Linked DNA regions of Mus musculus: regions 2 and 3 are each linked to region 1. The links are chromatin contacts, called in public HiCAR-type and promoter capture Hi-C maps. All regions are on one chromosome and are shown on one strand. Each heading gives the region's core, a stretch centred on a gene start, on an enhancer-like site or on the middle of the called end of the contact. The rest is flanking DNA. Distances are from core to core; before and after follow the strand shown.

Region 1 (3,259 bases), core at 177-2,676:
AGGGGGTGAGTGACATGATCCAGTTGTAGGGTTTTTTTTTGTTTGTTTGTTTGTTTGTTTGTTTTTTACATCACTCTGGTTGCTGCGAGAATCAGTTGTCCTTTGACCTCCTTTGATCCTACCATGGGCTCCTCCTCCTCCTTCTTCAATATATTTATTTTCTGTATCTATGAGTACACTGTAGCTCTGACACACCAGAAGAGGCACTGGATTCCATTACAGATGGTTGTGAGTCACCTTGTGGTTGCTGGGAATTGAACTCAAGACCTCTGGAACAGCAGTCAGTACTCTTAGCCACTGAGCCATCTCTCCAGCCCAAGGACACATGTTCTTATAAATAAATTTAAATTTAAAAATAGTATATCAAATGACCTGTGTAGTTCAGTTGTGGAGGGTTTGCATGAGACCCTGGATTCAACCTTCAGCACTGTGGAAGAGAGATGAAAAAAACATCACTATTAGCTGAGAATGTGAAAATAGCACTTTGGGAAAAAGACTTCATCTGCTAAAGATAATAGATCAAGAAAATGTGACTAAATAGTAAGAATTATTAAATCTTGGGGATAGATTCAATGACGTTCATTAGACTGTGTTCTGTGTTGTGAATTTGCCCTAATAAAATTTTAAAGGGATAAACCCAATGCTTTTTATTATTACATTTATTTATTTACTTACTTTATTTATTGTGCATGTGTAGGGCTATAATAAAGAAGTGCAGTAAAACATGTTGCAGCACTGGGGCAGTTGATAGAGTGCTTGCCTAAGCATGTGGTCCTGTTTTCATCCCAACATTGCAAAAGTCAGGCATAATGGCGCTTATCTGTAGCCGAAGCACTAGTGAGGTGGAGGCAGGTTCGTAAGTTCTAGGTCATCTTCGGCTACACCGCAAATTAGAGAGCAGCCTAGGTTCCATGGGACCCTGCCTCAAAAGCAAATAAAGACAATCTCTATACATGTTTCTTTTTTTCTGCGAGCAGCGATCGTGTATCTTCTCTGCAACTCCACTAGTTAATGTTGCACACTGCTCCCCGGGATTCTGATTTCAGGGGTATGAGGTAACGTCTGGGCGCTGAGGTGTTTTTTTTTTTTTTTTTTTTTTTTTTTTAAAGTGCTCCAGGTGTTTTAACATGCAAAATTGACAGGCTCCTTTGGGAAACGTTCTCCTTTCTTCACATAAGATCCGTCTGCGCTCTGGCGTGGGCTCTCCATGGTGGGTTCAGGGAGCCAAGCTTCTTCCACACTGCAAACGCTCAGGCGTCTCCCGGACAACCGGAGGGATGGAATGCTAACAAGGCTGCCGGCGCTCTGCCACTCACTCAGCATTCTATGGTACTTTGGAGTCCACTCTAGCAAATTAAGGTCGGTTTCTCTATGGTAGCCGGTTTCCCAGCGCAGCCTGGTCGGCGTTTTCTTCCGGATCAAAGAAGAGGCTAGACTTCCTTCCGGAAGTGACCCACGTGCTTCTTATTTCGCCTGCCTTGGTACCCGGTAACTTTTTACTATTGACCCGAAGTTGGGGACGTTGCGGGAGCTGTGACCTGCCCCAGGCCGTGGTGAGTGGGCCGTGGTGTCTGATACCCAGGGTAACCCTGATTCCTGATTATGCCATTGCCGTGACAGAGGCTCAGCCTTTAGACCCACCCCGGGAACCTAGGCTGTGGTTAGGGTCACATTCTCGGGGCTGCATGGGTTCAGACCCACGGTTTTGTGTGTTCCGTCCCAACTGTCAATCCTCTGGCTCTAGGAGTGATCTCGAGGTACTAAGAGGGCTCGGTTTCCATCCCCGAGCCCCATGACATCGCGAGTGACCTTGAGCTGGACACTGTCCTCTTTAAGGGCCTCATCTCCACTTCTGTTAAGAGGGCTGATTACGTTTACTGAGCGGGGTATTGGTCCCCGCTGGTCTGAAACACTGTAATTCCTCGCGCCCTCCAGCCCCCCCGGGGGGGTGGTACTAGGGTGAACCGGGAGGGATCGATGCTGACTGATCATGTCCGCTCCTAGGACTAAAGACCAGGAGGCTATTCTCTCCACGGTGCTAAGTTGACATGGATCCGCTCAGAGCCCAGCAGCTGGCTGCGGAGCTGGAGGTGGAGATGATGGCTGACATGTACAACAGGTAAAGAGAAGCACTCGGCTTCACCTTGTCTAGGAAAACTCGCCCTAGTCACCCCTAGCCCGACAGAGTGAAGCACTTGTAACGAATGCTTTCGATAAGGTAGTGGAGCCAAGTCCCGCCCTCCTAATCCCGCCCCACCCTCACCGCGTGCTTCGCTGAAGTAAATACAGGTCACTGGAAGGACTTGGTTGGCTATTTGGAGGGAATAAAAGGGGTGTATGATGGAGAATCTCCTGCCCAGGCTCTGCTGAGTATCAAGAACATATAAGCACTTTCTCTTCTCTTCTCTTCTCTTCTCTTCTCTTCTCTTCTCTTCTCTTCTCTTCTCTTCTCTTCTCTTCTCTTCTCTTCTCTCCTCGTTTCCATCTTTCTTTCTCCTTAGATAGCCCATTTACCCTTGTTTATGTAGTTTATGTATTTTGTGTTTGTTTATGAATGCCAACATGCATGCCATAGCGCCACACATGTGGAGGTCAGAGGGCAGCTTAATAGGATCTCATCTTGGATTGAACTCAAATCTTCTGGTTTGGCAGCAAGTGCCTTTGCCGCCTAAGCCTTCTGAACAGCCATTTAGTAATGAATAGTATTTAGTTGCTAATATTTATTAATGTTTTTCTTCCTTTTTGGGGGGGATGGAGTGGATGTTGTTTTGTTCTTGTTTTTCACGATGGGGCTTCTCTGTGTTGCCTTGGTTGTCAGCTTAATCTGTATAGACCAGGCTGGCCTCACTCTCAGAGATCCACCTGTCTCATTCTCTTGGGTGCTGGGATTAAAGGTGTGCACACTCGGCCTAAATTATACTTTAACTCTGTGTTAGGCATTTGCAAAGCATTTTATATATATTATCACTTTAAATTTATTTATTTGTTTGTTTACTTGTTTTCTGTGTATGGATGTTTTGCTTGCATGCCCGCAGAGGCCAGTAGAGGGCATCATATCTCCAGGAACTGGAGTCAAAGATAGTTGTGGGCTACCGTGTGGGTGCTGGGAACCTAACCTAGGTCCTCTGCAAGAGCAGTCAGTTCTCTTAACCACTTTCCAGGCCCCCATTATCAGTTTTGTAAATAGTTAAAAATAATTCAAAGGGAGAAGGGGATATAATAACGTAGGATTTTTGTCTAGAATGCAGGATGCCCTTGG
Region 2 (3,308 bases), core at 117-2,616, 1.0 Mb before region 1:
ATGCTGATAGCAAAGTGACCCTCAAAAAAGAAAATTAAAAGCATGGTTGGTAGGTATCTCTCTCCCAATCAACCTCCAGAATGGTCTTTAGTGTAGATTTCTGCTTGCTTATATAGCATCCAAGGTTGCTGCATTTGCCATCTGTGAGATGCCAGAACAGTGCCTCACACAGTAAGCACAAGTGTCTGCTAGTTATTTTTAAACAGTTTAATAGTCTGCACTCACTGTAGAAAAGGATAAGTCCTCTGGTAACTGCTTTCCCAGCTTAAACTTTCCCAATACATTATGCTTTTATGCCTCTCTCTCTCTCTCTCTCTCTCTCTCTCTCTCTCTCTCTCTCACACACACACACACACACACACACACACACACACAAACGCACTTCCAGTTTTTCGACGACTTGGTATCTACTATTTCTGTGTGAATTTTTATTTTGTGCAGACTACCTTCCCCGGTGTCTTTCACAGACTTTACTTAATTTCTTTCAACTCTGTGTAAGCTCTAAATGCCTGTACTGCTTCTTCAGTTGCAACCACCACTGTGGACTATATTTTGCTTATATATTTATTGCCTTGCCCTAACAGGCAGTAAGTATTTGGAACGAAGGGATTCTATTTTACTTATTCTAAGCTCCTGATTAAAACGCACAGAGAACTCCTAGTTTATTATTTGTTAAATAAGACTTTTATTTGTTTGTTTGATTGTTTGTTTGTCTTGAGACAGGGTCTTTCTCTATAGTCCCTGGCTGTCCTAGAACTCCCTATGTAGAACAAAGTTGGTCTCAAATTACTAATACTTGCCTGCCTCTACCTCCTGAGTGCTAAAAATTAAAGGTGTGAGCCACCATATCTAGCAAGACATTAAAAAACAAAACAAATTAAAAAACCCTCCAAACACATGGAAAGTATAGGTTACAAATAGAAAAGGTGTAATTAGGAATAATTTATGATGAAGAAAGAAATTCTCATTTAAGCAGAAAAAAAAAAAAAAAAAGCCTGGAGAATATCAGTTTATCTTGTAAGTGGGCCAAGGGACAGCAGAGACTATTCCGTTAAAGGAACCTGGCTTTTGAACCACAGTTGTCTGATTGCTTTAGAAGGAAATTAATGTGCCACCTTTTTCTACCTCGGTGTCTAGTGGAAGGAATTTTATTCCACTCTACATTTTCCTGCTGCCTCGGTAAAGATTAAGGGCCAGAAACTCTTTCCTGTTAATCTCCGCCTAGCTAAACGCCTGGGCACCAGCATCACCTTGCAGAGCACTTGCTGGGTAGCCACAGGGCCCAGGCCCCCGCTCGCCCCTCCCGGCGGTCACGTGCGCGAGGATGCGAAAGCGGGCTCGCCATCCTCTTGCCGGCCCGCTCCTCCTCCTCCTGCCGAGGCTGTGCACCGCAGACGGCGCGAGGGGGAGCGAGCGAGCGGGCGCGGCCGGGTTCCGCAGCCCTGGCGCCCGCCGCCTCCCGCAGCCCCGCAATATGCCTCCGTGGCTCCCTGGCTCTTCGCCATGGCGAGGCTCTGCCGTCGCGTCCCCTGCGCCCTGCTCCTCGGCCTGGCCGCTGTGCTGCTGAAGGCGCGGCTGGTCCCCGCGGCCGCTAGAGCCGAACTCAGTCGCTCCGACCTCAGCCTCATCCAGCAGCAGCAGCAGCAGCAGCTGCAAGAGCAAAAGCAGCGGGAGGAGGCAGAGGAGGGGAGGCCGGAGGTGCCTGGGGCATCCTCTACTTTGGTGGCTCCAGGTACGTCTCGGTAGCCCAGCCCTGCTTTACTTCTTCTGTGCCAGCGATCGCATCAGGCTTCCCGGGATTCTTAGCTCCTTTCTCGTCTCCGCTTAGCCTATCTTTGCTGGTCTCAATTCCTTCGCGTCTTCCCAGGTTGCCCGTTCGGCCTTTAGCTCTTTGCTCGGGTGGGAAATCTTTCCCGCAGAGCACTGCAGTGGGCTTCAGAAGGGTCGGGGGCTGGGGGTGGGGTGGGGGTGGACGGTAAGGATGGTCAAGATGGGTGCCTGTTTCCACTATTCCACTAATCTTATTTTCCCTCTTCTTTCTACACACACACACACACACACACACACACACACACACACACACACACATACACACACACACACACACACACACACGCTCTCAAATCCCTTTAGCATTCTCTTCTCTATCCTCTCCTAGATACTGAGCAAACCGTCTTGCCATGTACACCCACACAGCGTTTGCACTGTTTCTCCCTGCCTGCTGTATTTAAATTTAGAACCGGGGAAGTGGGGGGGGGGGCGGGATCTCTATTTCTTTATATTTCTCTTCTTACCCCAGGAAAGATCCAAGGCGGCTTGCAAAAACAGGGAAAAAATGCATTTGCTACAATAAGATGAAAGAAAAAAAAATGAAACAGGAGTTTGTAGTTGAAGGAAGGGATGTGGGAGGGAGACAGGTAGCTTGGAGTGGTGTTTGGGTAGCATAACCAGCCCCTCCCCCTGAGGGGAATCTCCTTGTAGTGGAACTTAAATGAGCCATCTCTTGACTCATTCGGTAAAGGGTGATGAGATACGGGTGTAATTTATATGACCATCACAGTCCTCTATTTTCTGTTTCCCTCTCCCTCAGGTAAAGCTCTCCGAAGAGCAAAGAGCTGGGTTATCCGTTTAAATAGCTTTTACCCAGCCCACAATCCACTTAGTTACCTTTTACATTTTAAATTCTGTCTGGGCTTTGGGGGAAAAAAGGGGGGGGCTTTTTAAAAAATGAAAACAAAACACAACAACAACAACAAAACCCCACCAATTTTCTGGGTAGTGGGCTGAGGTTTCACAAACCCTAGATGAGTGAGTGTTATAACACTGATATTTTTGTTTTAAAATCTGCCTAGCAGCATTATAGAAGATGCTAAAAATGAAATTCTGTAGAGTGGAATCAGCGTCTTAGATTATCTTGCTTGCTCATCATCGGAGAGCAGTTCGGAGGCATGCCAGCTGTGATTCATGACACAGCCGGGATGATTTAATTTCTTGGAGTGCTTTGAGCATGGGATGAAATCACCAAAGTGCACAGGGGAAGGCATGCATTTCTGACACCCCCCCTACCCCCTTAAACCGATTAATAGCACTCAAAGGTGGTTACAATGGAAAGGTATGCAGTTCTTTGGTTCTTACTGGGTTTTTAGTACCCGGAAGTGTTAGTGCCGTGGAGTGCATGAGGCTTATGTTAAAGCTGGAGATTGTGTTTTCATAGCAAGAGTGATTTCTTGCATGATCAGTGTAATGGGAGTCTGGGAGAGTGTGGGTGAGTTTCATGGTTTCTGATATATTTTGTCTTACAGGAGCGA
Region 3 (3,374 bases), core at 356-2,855, 1.1 Mb before region 1:
AGGAAAGAAATAGAGATAATTGTGGCTGTTGAGTTATGTCTTGGTTTACAACATATTCTCTGTTATTGTGACTTTTGGCAAAACCCTCTTATTGCCACGTGTTTTCCTTTTCCAAGGAAGCAGATGTTACTAACAGACTGATCAGTACCCAGTTTTATTTATTATAAAAAGAGTCTTTTCCAGTTGCAAGTGGCCTCATGTGCCTCTTATTCCAGCCCTGTGGTTGGCAGAGACAGGAGGGTCACTGGGGCACGCTGGCTGCCAGACTAGCTTCAGGTCCAGTGAGAGACCCTGTCTCAAGGGAATAAGGCAGAGAGCGATAAAGGAGGACCAGGCCTCTGGCCTCTGCATACATGAGCATGGATGTGGGCATCCACACCTCTGAAAGCATATATAACACACCGCCACTCCCTCCCCTTCCATGATCATGGTCTGTTGATCTCCACTGGGGAAGGAACATTGATCTTCACTGGGGAAGGAACACCCTCCTCTTTCCTTGGAAATACAGGCTTGACTGCAAGCTTACGAATAGGGTCTTTTAAAAGTAGAAGGATCTAACTTCATCCTAGAGAAGGTCAGATGTAAGGTTCCCCTTTTCACCCTGAACATCCTGTTACTGCAACGCTCAAGCGTGTTTCTAGGTTTCAGCTGCAGGCAGCGGACAAGCCTGGCCAGGCAGACTCTCATCCAGAAGAATGCGGTAAAGTTATTCCCCCTCCCACTCCTCCCCCATTCCTAGGCTTTGCTTTAAATAACAAATGTAAAAATGGCCTCCGTGGTGTACACTCCCCAGCTTATTGAAGCTAATACACTTAGGTAGACTGGAAAACAGCTTTCTGCAAGTCTAACTTCCTCCTTCTGGTGAGTTTTTCTGTCTTTTAGAGATATGTCTAGATTGTACATTTATAGTAGCCTTTATAAATTACAAAGTTAAAACAAATGAAACATAGTGTTCTTTTGCTACAGTGTGAATTTAGAGTAAAGATTTTTCTTTAATGAGCATGTATCTTCCGACAGAATCAGTCATCTCCTGGTTCAGAACTGTGGGATTGGAGCACCTTAGGAATACATACTTTTATCTAGTTCTTTTTTATCGATTAACATATAGCTAATAATATCTTATTTAATATCAGTAACATTTGACCAACCAGTTTCACATGATCCCTTTAAATCCTACTTCTCACAGTTTGATCCGACTCATGTCCATTCATTCGCTCAAGACTGGGGTTGATTTTATTTTATTTTTCTTTTCGAATCTCCAGTAAAGGGATTTTGTTTGTAACTGTTTGAAGTTCTCCGGATCACTTCCTCCCCAACACTAGCAGGAAACAATCCAGCATTGAGAGAGCAGTCGGCTCACACAAGCCTGTGTTCTTTGTGCTGTGTTCCTGCAGAACCTCGGAGATGGTGGCTGGTGGGATGAGGGGGGAAGAGTCTGAATAAGGCTAAATAAACAGTGCTGGTACCCAGAAAAATGAGCTCCAGCCTGTTTCTTCCGGATACACTTTGCTGACTCTTCTTGTTTATCTTTAGAGGATAGCTGTCTTAGGTAAACAATGTTTCCAGATAGTTCTGTGGAAATTAGTAACAGCAGCCAGCTTCGGTAGGGACACATAGAGTATGAGAGGAGGAGGGGACATGCACCAGCCAGATCAGCTGAATCACCCTGGTGACCAGCAGAATGACAGCTGACAGCCACATTGCTCCCAAAGGTGTCCTTCACCAAGAGCAGCAGAGGCCTTGGGCCTCATTCCCGGCTGCATCCCTACCATCTAGACAGAGGATTTTAATGAATGATCAAAGGGCTTTCTTCCTCTGACCTTGAAAGTTTCACATAAATAATAACTTCTATTGAGAGGTTTTTTTTTTTTCTTTCTCACCCAAATTTATTTTTTACTAATATCCAAGTTGAAGTTTTATTTGGAGTAGAAAACTGCTCGAGGAAGGTTTTTTTTTGGTTTTTTTTGTTTTTTGTTTTTTGTTTTTTGGTTTTTTTTTTTTGGTTTTTCAAGACAGAGTTTCTCTGTTTAATCCTGGCTGTCCTGGAACTCACCCTGTAGACCTGGCTGGCCTCGAACTCAGAAATCCACCTGCCGCTGCCTCCCGAGTGCTGGGATTAAAGGTGTGCACCACCACCGCCCGGCGGGATGACATTGTTTTGACAGCTTGTTTTAGCAAACAAAAACCAACAAATTCTCTAAGGACCCAAATCATCTAGTTATTTACAGAACCCATAGTAATGAATAGGAACCCAATGGCCGAAAACACGTTTGACTTCTAAGTAGAAGCTTCTCTCGTATTTCTTTTGGATATTTCAGCATTTCTCATTTAAAAAGAGTGGTATAATCTAGTCCAAAAGATGTTCTTTAGTCATAAAGAGAAGAGAAAAAACTATCTGTTTTAGGGTACCAGGGTATCTTCATCTTAAAATTCAGCATAATGTTAATGATAGTTTAGTTCTCCAGCAAGCTGAACCCTCATGTCTGGGCAGTGGCTTGTGAAACACTCTGGAGAGCATTCGATACTCACACTGACTGGGTGCTCCTGTTACGGCTTCTGCCCTGAAGGAAACATGCCCTCCTGGGAGTTTGGTGGGGCACAAAGAACATATTTTGGAAGATTGTAAAAAAAAAAAAAAAAAAAAAAAAAAGAGGGTTTAATTTTCAAGTCTCTAGTGATTTGCTTCATGATTTTATATTTATTTTTATTAGTTTTAAAATAGAGTTTCTCTGTGTAGTCCTGGCTGTCTTAGAACTTGATTTGTGTATTAGCCTTGAACTCACGGAAGATCTGCTTGTCTCTGCTGGGATTCAAAGCAGGCCACTGTGCACCCCCCCCCCCAAGTTTATTTGGGTAATATGAGCCAGTTGTCCAACACATTTGAGGTAAAAAAAAAACAAAAAACAAAAAACAAACCAAAACAAACAAACAAAAAAAAACCCCCCAAAAAACAATGTTTCTTCCAGCCCTGGAATCCCCGATCTGTATTTTATTTCCTTTTTAAGAGTGGCAACACAGTCCAGCAGTCTGGGTGGTTCAGCATAGTGACAGCGGGACAGCAGCGACTTCGGGGCTGTGACTCAAAATATTTACTTCCCTCATGTGTTCCAGAGTGGCTGCCAGTCCCCGCCAGGTCCTGAATGAGCTGCCTGTGGGTTTGTTTGGAGAGCGGCCTTTCCTTGCTTTCTCCCGCCCACTCTATTCACACTTCCTTTCAGCGGGGCCACTGTCTGATGTGGACTCTAGTATTTTAAGACTTGGGCTCTTAGTGAAGACAAACTTCCTTTGCAGCAAGCTTCTTGAAAGGATGGAGATCTGGAGTCGTGGCTGTTGAAGCTGGAGGCAGTTAGATGTAGTAGATGGCGTGTATATGT

What was found. HiCAR-type assays count read pairs that join an accessible place to other places. Capture Hi-C pulls out chosen DNA fragments and counts their contacts.
Region 2: a promoter capture Hi-C map of adipose tissue shows a contact between it and region 1, with 2.6 times the contacts expected there. The contact joins the promoter of Fam171b here to the promoter of Timm10 in region 1. A contact is called at or near these places in 6 of 39 promoter capture datasets (the C10 cell line, cranial neural crest, embryonic stem cells and 3 more), 1 of 115 datasets of contacts at active chromatin or transcription factors (astrocytes) and 2 of 9 other capture datasets (adipose tissue and macrophages).
Region 3: a contact with region 1 is called in a HiCAR-type map of astrocytes, with 3 times the contacts expected there. The contact joins the enhancer-like site here to the promoter of Timm10 in region 1. A contact is called at or near these places in 4 of 39 promoter capture datasets (the C10 cell line, embryonic stem cells, liver and 1 more), 3 of 115 datasets of contacts at active chromatin or transcription factors (astrocytes, bone marrow-derived macrophages and microglia) and 1 of 9 other capture datasets (macrophages).

The regions. Positions count from the first base shown.
Region 1 is chr2:84,825,595-84,828,853 of GRCm38.p6, forward strand. It overlaps Timm10 (translocase of inner mitochondrial membrane 10), which reads left to right and starts at 1,427. Exons shown (of 3, transcript NM_013899.2): 1 at 1,427-1,553; 2 at 2,005-2,119. The coding sequence starts at 2,049. It also overlaps a transcript of Smtnl1 not described here.
Region 2 is chr2:83,811,246-83,814,553 of GRCm38.p6, forward strand. It overlaps Fam171b (family with sequence similarity 171, member B), which reads left to right and starts at 1,367. Exons shown (of 8, transcript NM_175514.3): 1 at 1,367-1,732. The coding sequence starts at 1,504.
Region 3 is chr2:83,739,271-83,742,644 of GRCm38.p6, forward strand. All of the region lies in intron 2 of Itgav (integrin alpha V), which reads left to right. Among named protein-coding and RNA genes, the nearest start is that of Itgav, 17 kb to the left of the region's middle. Within about 2 kb of position 1,606, at least 86 of the 459 cell types and tissues checked have an H3K27ac peak or open chromatin away from gene starts, as enhancers often do. A contact at or near this core is called in astrocytes, bone marrow-derived macrophages, liver and 1 more, where this site is marked.